Linked DNA regions of Pan troglodytes: region 2 is linked to region 1. A link is a contact called in public HiChIP or PLAC-seq data. All regions are on one chromosome and are shown on one strand. The core of a region is the stretch at or near the end of the contact, and the rest is flanking DNA. Distances in the headings are between cores, read along the strand shown.

What was found. HiChIP or PLAC-seq counts read pairs in DNA pulled down with a chosen protein or histone mark.
Region 2: an H3K4me3 HiChIP or PLAC-seq map of stem cell-derived excitatory neurons shows a contact between it and region 1, with 2.1 times the contacts expected there. The contact joins the promoter of BNIP1 here to the promoter of ATP6V0E1 in region 1. A contact is called at or near these places in 1 of 7 Hi-C or Micro-C datasets (stem cell-derived neural progenitor cells) and 1 of 1 datasets of contacts at active chromatin or transcription factors (stem cell-derived excitatory neurons).

The regions. Positions count from the first base shown.
Region 1 is chr4:170,644,700-170,650,064 of NHGRI_mPanTro3-v2.0_pri, forward strand. It overlaps ATP6V0E1 (ATPase H+ transporting V0 subunit e1), which reads left to right and starts at 2,164. Exons shown (of 4, transcript XM_003310963.6): 1 at 2,164-2,381. The coding sequence starts at 2,278.
Region 2 is chr4:170,805,687-170,811,267 of NHGRI_mPanTro3-v2.0_pri, forward strand. BNIP1 (BCL2 interacting protein 1) reads left to right here and starts at 2,161. Exons shown (of 6, transcript XM_003310964.5): 1 at 2,161-2,439; 2 at 4,676-4,768. The coding sequence starts at 2,356.

The DNA.
Region 1 (5,365 bases), core at 914-3,413:
TATTCTCAAGGCGTTGGCCCTCTAGTAGAGGGTTGGTCAAGATACATATACAACAAGGCCAAAGAGATGCGCTAACAGGATGAAATGGGTCTTGGAGAAGGCGGTGTTTGGGCTAGAACTTAAGGACCATAGGATTTCTGCTGGGGCTAAGTTTTGGGGAAGCATTATGAGCACAAAGGAGACAAACTAGTTTTCTACATTGCTGATTAGGTTAAAGGCTTAGAATCATGTCCGAAAAGTTGGTACAGATGTTGAAGATTATTGGTCCAGTTTCCCATTTAATACAGGAATCCATTCTACTTGATGAAAGAAATCAGGAGTTAATGCAATGTGGCTACTGCAAGGAAACCATGGTCCCTGGTAAAGCACATTGCATTTAAAGACCTGCTTTCTATCTTGCTTTCACCTGTAAGCTTTATCATCAAGCTCCTCAACCTCTCTGAGAACTGGCTTCCTTGTCTATTCCAAGCTTGGCGCATACTATAACTAACATATGTGAAAATTCTCAGCAAGCGTTCTAAGCCCTGTTTATCAGCTCAGCACGGTGGCTTATGCCAGTAATCCCGGCACTTTGGGAGGCTGAGGTGGAGGATCCCTTCAGGCCAGGAGTTTAAGACCCACCGGGGCAACATAGTGAGGATCTGTCTCTACAAAACATTTTAAAAATTAGCCGGTGTGGTGGTGCACACCTGTAGTCCCAGCTCCTCAGGAGGCTGAGGCAGAAGGATGGCTTGAGCCCAGGAGTTCCAGGCAGCAGTGAGCTATGGAGCACCACTGCACTCCAGCCTGGGTGACAGAGCAAGGCCCTGTCTCAAAAAACAAACAAACAAACAAAACTGTTTTACCTTTCTTTTTTTTTTTTTTTTTGAGGCAGAGTTTCACTCTGTCGCCAAGGCTGGAGTGCAGTGGTGCGATCTCAGCTCACTATAACCTCTGCCTCCCAGGGGTTCAAGCGGTTCTTGTTCCTCAGCCTCCTGAGTGGCTGGGACTACAGGTGCATACCTGGCCAATTTTTGTATTTTTAGTAGAGATGGGATTTCACCAGGTTGCCCAGGCTAGTCTTGAACTACTGACCTCAGGTGATCTGCCCGCCTCGGCCTCCCAAAGTGCTGGGATTACAGGTGTGAGCCACCATGCCTGGCCTGTTTTTCTTCTTACTATTCTGGCTAATTTCTACTTGTCTTTCAAGGCTCAGCGAGGACGAGTTGGGTAGAAAGCCTTGCAGGGTCGTCCACTTACTTTCACATTGCATTGAGTCGCCTGTTTGCAAGGTCATCTGCTCCCCAGAATGTGAACTCCCTCAGGGGTGCCTGATTGACTTCTGTAACTCCAGAGCCTGGCACAGCACACAAGATAAATAGTGGTGCACTAGTTAAGAGCTCTGGCCTTGAAAATCAGATAATCAGGGGTTGAATCCTGGCCCTGCCACTTACTATGTGACTTTGGGCAAGATCCTTAGCCTCTTCCCTGGGCCTCAGTTTCTTCAACTGCAAAGTGGGGATAATAATTACAATTACCTCATAGGCTGAAGTGAGGAGTTCAACACGGGTTCATGCACTTTTTTTTTTTTTTCTTTTGAGACAGAGTGTTGCTCTGTTGCCCAGGCTGGAGTGCAGTGGCGCAATCTCGGCTCACTGCAACCTCCACCTCCCGAGTTCAATTGATTCTCCTGCCTCAGCCTCCTGAGTAGCTGGGACCACAGGCGCGCACCACCACACCCAGCTAATTTTTGTATTTTTAGTAGAGACAAGGTTACACCATGTTGGCCAGGCTGGTCTCGAACTCCTGACCTCAAGTGATCCGCCTGCCTCAGCCTCCCAAAGTGCTGGGATTACAGGCGTGAGCCACCGCACCCGGCCTGGGGCTCATGAACTTAAAGATCATGGCCCAGTGCCAGGCACACGGGAATTCAGAATAGTAAGAGACAACTATTGTTAAGTTCTCTATGTCTGTTGCATAAGTAGATGAGGCTGTAGATAACTACACTCTTTGTCTAAAAGGGCCAAGTTCTCATCAGAACACTTTGCTGAGCCCCTGGTGACCGAATCCCTAGCTCTGGGGTGAGCGACATGCCTCCAAGGAGCTGCAGCAAGGAGACAGCCAGGCGAAGGCGGGGCTCTGCCTCTGGGCTCCCCGAGGGGCGGAGGCCGCCGCGCGGGTCACGTGGGGGCGCGGGAGGCGGGGCTTGCACACGCTGGTCACGCGGTCAGCTATTGACACTTCCTGGTGGGATCCGAGTGAGGCGACGGGGTAGGGGTTGGCGCTCAGGCGGCGACCATGGCGTATCACGGCCTCACTGTGCCTCTTATTGTGATGAGCGTGTTCTGGGGCTTCGTCGGCTTCTTGGTGCCTTGGTTCATCCCTAAGGGTCCTAACCGGGGGTAAGTGCGCGAGGCCCGCCTTGGGAGGAACGGGCGGTGAGGAGCTAGCAGGCCGGGGCGGGGAAAGGCACGACCCCCACACGGGTCAGAGAACGTTGCCTGGGCGCCCCCCGCGCTGCAGAGTCAGGCCCCCGACCCGGCGGAACTCCTTGTGTTCCTTTTCGCAGCAGCTTCAGTGTCCTCCGGCCTGAGCGAGTGGAGGGTGACCTTTGGTGGACCCCCCCTTGGAAACGAGTTTCAGGGGAATTTTTTCTCATCATAGCCCTGTGTGGGGAAGTGCAGTCGGAAATGAGCAGGCCGAATCTGGGAGAAACTGGGGTTTGTCCCTAGTCGACTGTCCCCCTTTAGCCCTGCCTTCCACCCACATGAGGCCTCGTTTGCCTGAACTTGAGGATCAAATAAATAAAACAGAAATTGGCTTCTCTGCCTCCCATGCTGTCGCGGTTGCGTACAGAACAAGCTCCTTCGACAACATTGAGCCCAGGCCTTGCATCTAGTGGGCGCCAGGAGGCGGTTGGGGCCTGATCTAAAGCGAGATTAATTACCAAAGAGCAGGAGGTATTGCTGAGAAACCCCTGCGTCATGCCTTTTGGAGGGCGCTCCGGCTCTTGTATGTGAGTGTAAGAAGTGCTTAGAATGATTGGCTAAGAAAGATTTTGTTTTTCCAGACTTCTTTGTTGGTTAGAGCTTTGTCTATTTTGGAATTAAACTTTTTAACTGTAGTATAAAATAGAGGCTTAATCTTCAAAGGAGCCTTGGAACACCCTCTTCCTGGTTCCTCTTTTGCTTTTCAGTCATTTTTTTCTCAGTTCAAGATGATGAGAGGTGAAACTTCGACTGAAGTCAGTTTGTCAGAAACACCATCTCTTGCTTTATTCTTGAACCTAATTGGTGGCTTCATAGTGCCTGGTTTTCATAGTACCTTGTATGCACAGGAGGCACCCAATAAATACCTGTTGAGTGAATAGTTCTATTGTCTTTATTAAAAGAAAAAGATTTTTGGCCAGGTGCCGTGGCTCACGCCTGTAATCCCAGCACTTTGGGAGGCCAAGGCGGGCGGATCACGAGGTCAGGAGATCGAGACCATCCTGGCTAACACGGTGAAACCCGTCTCTACTAAAAATACAAAAAATTAGCCGGGCGTGGTGGCGGGCGCCTGTAATCCCAGCTACTCGGGAGGCTGAGGCAGGAGAATAGCGTGAACCCAGGAGGCGGAGCTTGCAGTGAGCCGAGATCGCGCCACTGCACTCCAGCCTGGGCGACAGAGTGAGACTCCGTCTCAAAAAAAAAAAAAAAAGAAAAAGATTTTTACTACTTCCCTAATATTTTGTGACCTGAACCCCTTTTGCTCCCTGGGATACATTTGCTTTATTAGTCTAAAATTATTTTTTTTTTTAAAGATACATGGTAGATGAATTTTTATCATTTTTAAGTATCAAGTTCCTCCTCCCTGGTAACACCAGTTATATGGGGTCATCTCTCCTACCTATAGAGGTTGATGGACAGTCAGAATTCTGACATTATTAAAGCAATTGTATTTACCAAAGTTAATTAGATTTGTTTTTCCTACCGGAGTTAGAGAACAACAAAGTGCTTCTTTGTTGTGTTTATATCTTCAACTGTTTCATTACCCTACTGTCTGCCTTTATGGCCTTTGTACTCAAAGAAGCATTTATTAATGTACTAATAGCACTGACAATTCCTTTCTTAAAGACCATTCTCTCCCCTTCCTTGGGATGTCATTGCCATTATCCAGGGTAATGAAACCCATCCTGTTTCCACTTAGCCCTAGTGAATGTCATGATTCAGGTATTTGACCAGCTAATGATATATAGACATGTGTCACTTAACAAAAGGGATATGTTTGAGAAATGTGTTAGTAGGGCTTTTGTGTGAACAAAGAGTTTACTTAAACAGATGGTACAGCCTACTACACACCTAGGCTATTTGGTAGAACCTGTTGCCTCTAGGTAGGCTACACACCTGTACAGCATGTTACTGTCCTTAAATACTGTATAGACAAATGTAACACAATGGTATTTGTGTATCTAAACATAGAAAAGGTACAGTAAAAATACATATCAAAGATTTAAAATGGTCCACCTGTGTAGGGCACTTACCATGAATGGAGCTTGCAGGACTGGAAATTGCTGTGAGTGAGTCAGTGACTGGTGAGTGAATGTGAAGAACCAGGACATTGCTGTATACCATGGTGGACTTTAGAAACACTGTATACTTCGGCTCCATGAAATTTCTGAAAAAATATTTTTCTTTCTTCAAAAATAAATTAACCTTAGCTTCCTGTAACTTTTTTACTTAAACTTTTGAATTATTTTTAACTTTTTGACTCTTGTACTAACACTTGGCTTAAAACACAAGCAAGGCTGGGCATGGTGGCTCACACCCATAATATGCAGCACTTTGGGAAGCCGGACAAGAGGATTGCTTGAGACCAGCCTGGGCAACACAGCGAGACCTTATCTCTGAAAAAAAATTTTTTTAATTAGTTGGGTATGGTGGTGCACACCTGTGGTCCTAGCTACTGGGGAGGCTGAGTGAGGGGGATGGGAGTGTTTGAGACCAGGAGTTCCAGGATGCAGTAAGCTATGATCACACCACTGTACTCCAGCCTGGGCAACAGTGAGACCCTGTCTCTTCAAAAATGAAACAAGTCCAGTGTCAGAGTCTGGGGAAGAGGCTGCAGGCACCATGTCCATTTTCACAGATGGCAGGAAGAAGCCCCTGAAACAGCCCAAGAAGCAGGCCAAGGAGATGGGTGAGGAAGATAAGGTTGGTTTTTTGTTGTTTTTGTTTGTTTGTTTGTTTGTTTTTGAGACAGAGTCTCACTCTGTCGCCAGGCTGGAGTGCAGTGGCGTGATACTGGCTCACTGCACCCTCCGCCTCCTGGGTTCAAGCAATTCTCCTGCCTCAGCCTCCCGAGTAGCTGGGGTTACAGGCGCGCACCACCACGCCCGGCTAATTTT
Region 2 (5,581 bases), core at 911-3,410, 160 kb after region 1:
CAGGCATTTATGCCATTTTGCTGGAGGGAGTATGGATTGACATAATCCCTATGAAGAGCAATTTGGTAATATGTCAGAATTTTTAAATGCATATATCCTTTGACCTAGCAACTCCATTTGCTCTGGGCAAATCATTATTCCTCTCTGCCCCGTTTTTACCTCACAGAGTTGTTGTAAGAGTTAAGCGAGACACACATGAAGCGCTTAGTACAAAGTTCCTGGCACATAGGAAGTGCTCCCAAAATGTGGGCTAGTAGTAGAATAACAGCAGCTAACGGGCATTGAGATCTTACTATATGCCACATTAGCACACTGTGCTTGGTGCTTTTCATGTATTATCTCATTTAATTCTCCAACCTGTGAAGTAGGCGCAATTGATTATCACCAGTTAGCTTCCGAGGAGACAGAGGCACAGGCATGCAAAGTGTGTGGTGGACAGGATTTGAGCCCAGGCAGATGCCAAGCCTGTGATACACTGCCTCTCTATTAGGTGCAGTGGGGTGATGAATACCTTACGAGAGGGTGTGTAGAGGGCTGTAGGGACACAGACAAGCACAGAGCCCCGCTTACAACAGGTGGGGACCATATTGATTTTTTGGGGAAAAGATGGCTTTCAGTAGAGGCTGTGCCACTTTCTTTCTTTTTTCTTTTTTTTTTTGAGATGGAGTCTTGCTCTGTCGCCCAGGCTGGAGTAGTACAGTGGGGCGATATCGGCTCACTGCAAGCTCCACCTCCCGGGTTCACACCATTCTCCTGCCTCAGCCTCCCAAGTAGCTGGGACTACAGGCGTCCGCCACCACGCCCGGCTAATTTTTGTATTTTTAGTAGAGACGGGGTTTCACCGTGTTAGCCAGGATGATCTCGATCTCTTGACCTCGTGGTCCACCCGCCTCGGCCTCCCAAAGTGCTGGGATTACAGGCATGAGCCACCGTGCCCGGCCTAGGCTTTGCCACTTTCAAGATAGGTAATCTTGCGACAGGGTTGATTGTTTTTTGTTTTAATCTACTCTAAGCCCTACTCCTGATCTGTGATAATAGTGTAGTACAATTTCAAGGGTGGTTGTGAGGATTAAGAGAGATGAACATGGTCGGGCACAGTGGCTCACGCCTGTAATCCCAGCACTTTGGGAGGCCGAGGCGGGTGGATCACGAGGTCAGTTCGAGACCAACCTGACCAATATGGTGAACCCCGTGTCTACGAAAAATACAAAAATTAGCTGGGCATGGTGGCACGCACCTGTAATCCCAGCTACTCAGGAGGCTGAGGCAGGAGAATTGCTTGAACCTGGGAGGTAGAGTTTGCAGTGAGCCAAGATTGTGCCATTGCACTCCAGCCTGGGCAACAGAGCGAGACTCCACCACAAAAAAAAAAAAAAAAAAAAAAAAAAAAAAAAAAAAAGAGAGAGAGAGAGAGATGAACATTCAAGTCCTAAGCCTTTAGGTCCTCACAATCTATGCTTGCTGAAGTGACCTGAACAAAAGCAGTTGGAGTGGGGTCGAGTGGGGGAAACGCTTTCTAGGGAGAGGGAACACCACATTCTAAGGCTACACATCCAGAAAGAGCTTGAGCAATCCAGGAAGGGCGCAGGGTGCGGTGGCTGATGGCCGGAGTGGCTGATGGCCTTGAGGACCAGCTAAGAAACTTGGATTATTTACTAACAAAAATAAAAGAGCCACCATTTGTTGAGGGTTTGCTCTGACATTTCCATCAAAACTACCTTAGCAAGGTAGATTTAATAAATCCAGTTGTATACAAAAGGGAAACACGAGAAGCCATAGAAGGGCTGCATACAGGTAGGTGACTTGATCAATTTCGTGTTTTACAAAGATCCCTTAGATCATGTGTTGGAGTGATAGGAGGTACTCTACTGACCTGCCTTGAACTCCATACTTTAAAAAATACATGACGTTTATCATTTCCTCTTTTCCTCCACAATTTATACTCACTGTAGAAAATATTAAAAATATAAGAAAGTTTGAAGAAACAAAAAATTATTACTTGTACTTTCCAGAGACATCTCAATTGATACTTTTCTTCCAGTCTTTTTTTTCTATGTAAAAAATATATAGTTATTAGAATGCCTGACAGAAGGAAGATGGAAAGAGACCACTGTGAAGCGTTCTTGATATTCCCTCTTCTCTTCCTCTCCATGTTATTAGGGCCATACCAAGAGGAGAGGCTGATTTCCCTACACGTGTCAGGGAAAGTCCCAACTCTGCGCAGCGACCCTCGCTTGCCATTTTCGCCGGTCTCTAGGGGGCGCTGCCCCGAGACTGGGCGGGGAGGGAAAGAAGGCGGTGCGAAAACGCGTTTGAACTTGGGTCCTGCCGCTGCCCGTAGCCGGCGTCCCCAACATGGCGGCTCCCCAAGATGTCCACGTCCGGATCTGTAACCAAGAGATTGTCAAATTTGACCTGGAGGTGAAGGCGCTTATTCAGGTACTCTCCCGGGACCCCTGCCGGGCTCCAGCAGCCCTAACCCAAGCTCTGCTGGTCTGTGAGCTTGGCAGTGTCACTCCCGAACTTTCCCCACTTGGTTTCCCAGACCACAGGCTCCGCCCCATGGTCGGCTACCCGCCCGGTCCCCATTTGGTTGTGTCCCGGTGACTGCTGGCCTTGATCCTTTTTCCGGGTGCCGCCGGATCTCCCATCCCCAGAGCACCCCACTGTTCTCCACCTCTGACTCAGCTACTGCTTCGGGGCTCGGCTTTGCCCCTTCCACCTGCAGCCCTGGTCGTCGCCCCGCCCCTGACTACCTCACAACCTACCTGTCACCCTGCTTGGCCCCGCCCTCTGACGCTGCTTCACCATCCTCTGGTAGCGTCCGGGAGGCAGCTAGCCCCCCACCCCTGCTGGCCAGCTCCACTGGCATCAAAGGCCACCTGGCACGGGAGGCACTGGGTGAAACGAATGTAACCTGGACCGTAGTTGTTTTTTTATGCTTGAGGAAATCGAGTACGGCGCCAAGGCCTAGGTTAGAAGGCAGACCTGGGTCAGTGGCAAAACTGGGACCTGGACTGGGAAAGTCAACCTAGGAATAACATCTTAGAGTGTTACCCCGTTTGAACAGATAGGAAATGAAGTGTTTCGCCTTAAGTCATTTAAGGGTAGAGGTAAAATAAATGAGTGGACTTAGGCAAGAATTGGGAATGTAGACACGGTTCCATGAGTTTAGCAAAAAGAAACCGAGTTTTAAACCTTGTTTTTGTTTGTTTGTTTTTGTTTTTTTGAGACGGAGTCTCGCTCTGTCGCCCAGGCTGGAGCGCAGTGGCGCGATCTCGACTCACGGCAAGCTCCGCCTCCCGGGTTCACGCCATTCTCCTGCCTCAGCCTCCTGAGTAGCTGGGACTACAGGCACCCGCCACCATGCCCGGCTAATTTTTGTGTTTTGCTTAGTAGAGACGGGGTTTCACCGTGTTAGCCAGGATGGTCTCGATCTCCTAACCTCGTGATCCGCCCGCCTCGGCCTCCCAAATTGCTGGGATTACAGGCGTGAGCCACCGCGCCCGGCCTAAACCTTGGTTTTTAAAGCTAATCATTTTCAACAAAGTCACTAAACATTAGATGTAGACTCAGAGTTTGTAACAAGGTGTGGCAAAAAGTGCAGGAAAATAGGGCTCCCCAGATAAACCAGATGCAGAATAAACCAAATTAGATGCAGAATAAACAAATACGGTGCAAAGAAGTGTGATTAAATGAATAAGCCAGAGAAAAAGTGAAATTTGATGCAGATATTTAAAACTTCTTGAACTTCACTTCTCTGGTGTATACATTACAAAACTTCTGGGCCAATTATAGAAAAATAAACAGGTTTCATACAAATGAAATTACATTTTCACATAATCTAAATTGCTTAGGCATTCTTCTGTACACTTTCTAACATTTGGGTTCTTGTCATTGCTGATGAGAAAGACTGATTATAGCTGGATGTATTGCATTCTTACCGTTTCCCAGCAGCTCTGCTAAGTACTTTACATACATACATAATCTATGATGTTCTGTGAGGTAAGTAGTGTTGTGATAAGGAAACTCAGACACAGAGAATTTAAATAACTTTCCAGGTAACTTTACACAGCTTATAAGTTGCTACAGCCAGGATTCGAATCCACCTGGTCTGTCTCCAGAGCCTGCTGTGAAAGCTGGCACCAGTAATTCTGAATGTCCAGCAACAGATTCTAAATCTGCCCTTAAACATGTCTATATAAACACTCTAACTTATCACTAATGGTTTGTAAAATCACACTGGAGAAGTTAGTCTCATCATATGATGCCAGATATTTAAACATCCTGATCTTCCAAGTTGGAAGGATCTAAGGTTCTAAAGTGATACTATCACTTTTGCATGTCCATTCTTGTTGGGCATACAAGCTGTTTTAAGCTGTTTCCTACTGGCCAGGTAATGTTTTGTTAAAATTTAGGCACTAAAAATTAGGTCAAAGCAGTTGTGTTTCTTTCTAGGCTTTTATATTAATTCAACATTAATCTAAAAAGGAATGAGAAAAATGTAAATGATAATGTTTTTGCTTGTGTTGCAGAGGTAAACAGCAAAGATCAGGATGAATTATAGTCAGTACGTTAATATTAGTTGGTCTAAACCAACTCTCTCACTGTGTGGATGGTGTCATTTCATTTCATTGCCTTGAGAAAGGCCTTTCATCTGTTCAATGTCTCCTAGGATATCCGTGATTGTTCAGGACCTTTAAGTGCTCTTACTGAACTGAATACTAAAGTAAAAGAGAAATTTCAACAGTTGCGTCACAGAATACAGGTGGGTATTCTCAGAACTGAGATGCTGAGTATCTCAATTCAATCAATGAAGGGGGCTCTGTCCTGGGTATATCCTCTGCTTGAGAGCCGTCTGGGTTCTTCAAACACCAGCTGATGGGAGCAGTAAACACTTAGACAGGGAGGGTGACTCTGTACTAACCTGCTCTCCAGGTAAAAACGAGAAACTTTTGGCCGGGCACGGTGGCTCACGTCTGTAATCCCAGCATTTTAGGAGGCCGAGGTGGGGAGATCACGAGGTCAGGAGATCGAGATCATCCTGGCTAACACGGTGAACCCCGTCTCTACTAAAAACACAAAAATCAGCCGGGCTTGGTGGTGTGCACCTGTAATCCCAGCTACTGGGGAGGCTGAGGCAGGAAAATCGCTTGAACCCGGGAGGCGGAGCTTGCAGTGAGCCGAGATCGAGCCACTGCACTCCAGCCTGGGCGACAGAGCGAGACTGTGTCTCAAAAAAAAACAAGAAACTTTTGCATGCAGAACACTGCCAGCTGTGTGAACAAGTGAGTGGCAGGAACACCATTATCCTTGGAATTTTTGAAATCCTGGGGCCACTTCAAATACTTTCTCTTCTCTGCCATTCTTTCTACCCTATTCATTCATTTACTACCTCAATCCATCACACTCCTGGGTTTTTTTTTTATGCTGTTACTTTGCTCAGCATCTTCCTTATTTCAATAGTCACCAGTCACATCATATACACATTTAGTATGCCTGAATTCAACTATGGTATATGTGCTGTCTCAAAAAACACTAGAGGGTGACAAGTAGCGGTTTTGTTTGTTTGTTTTATTTA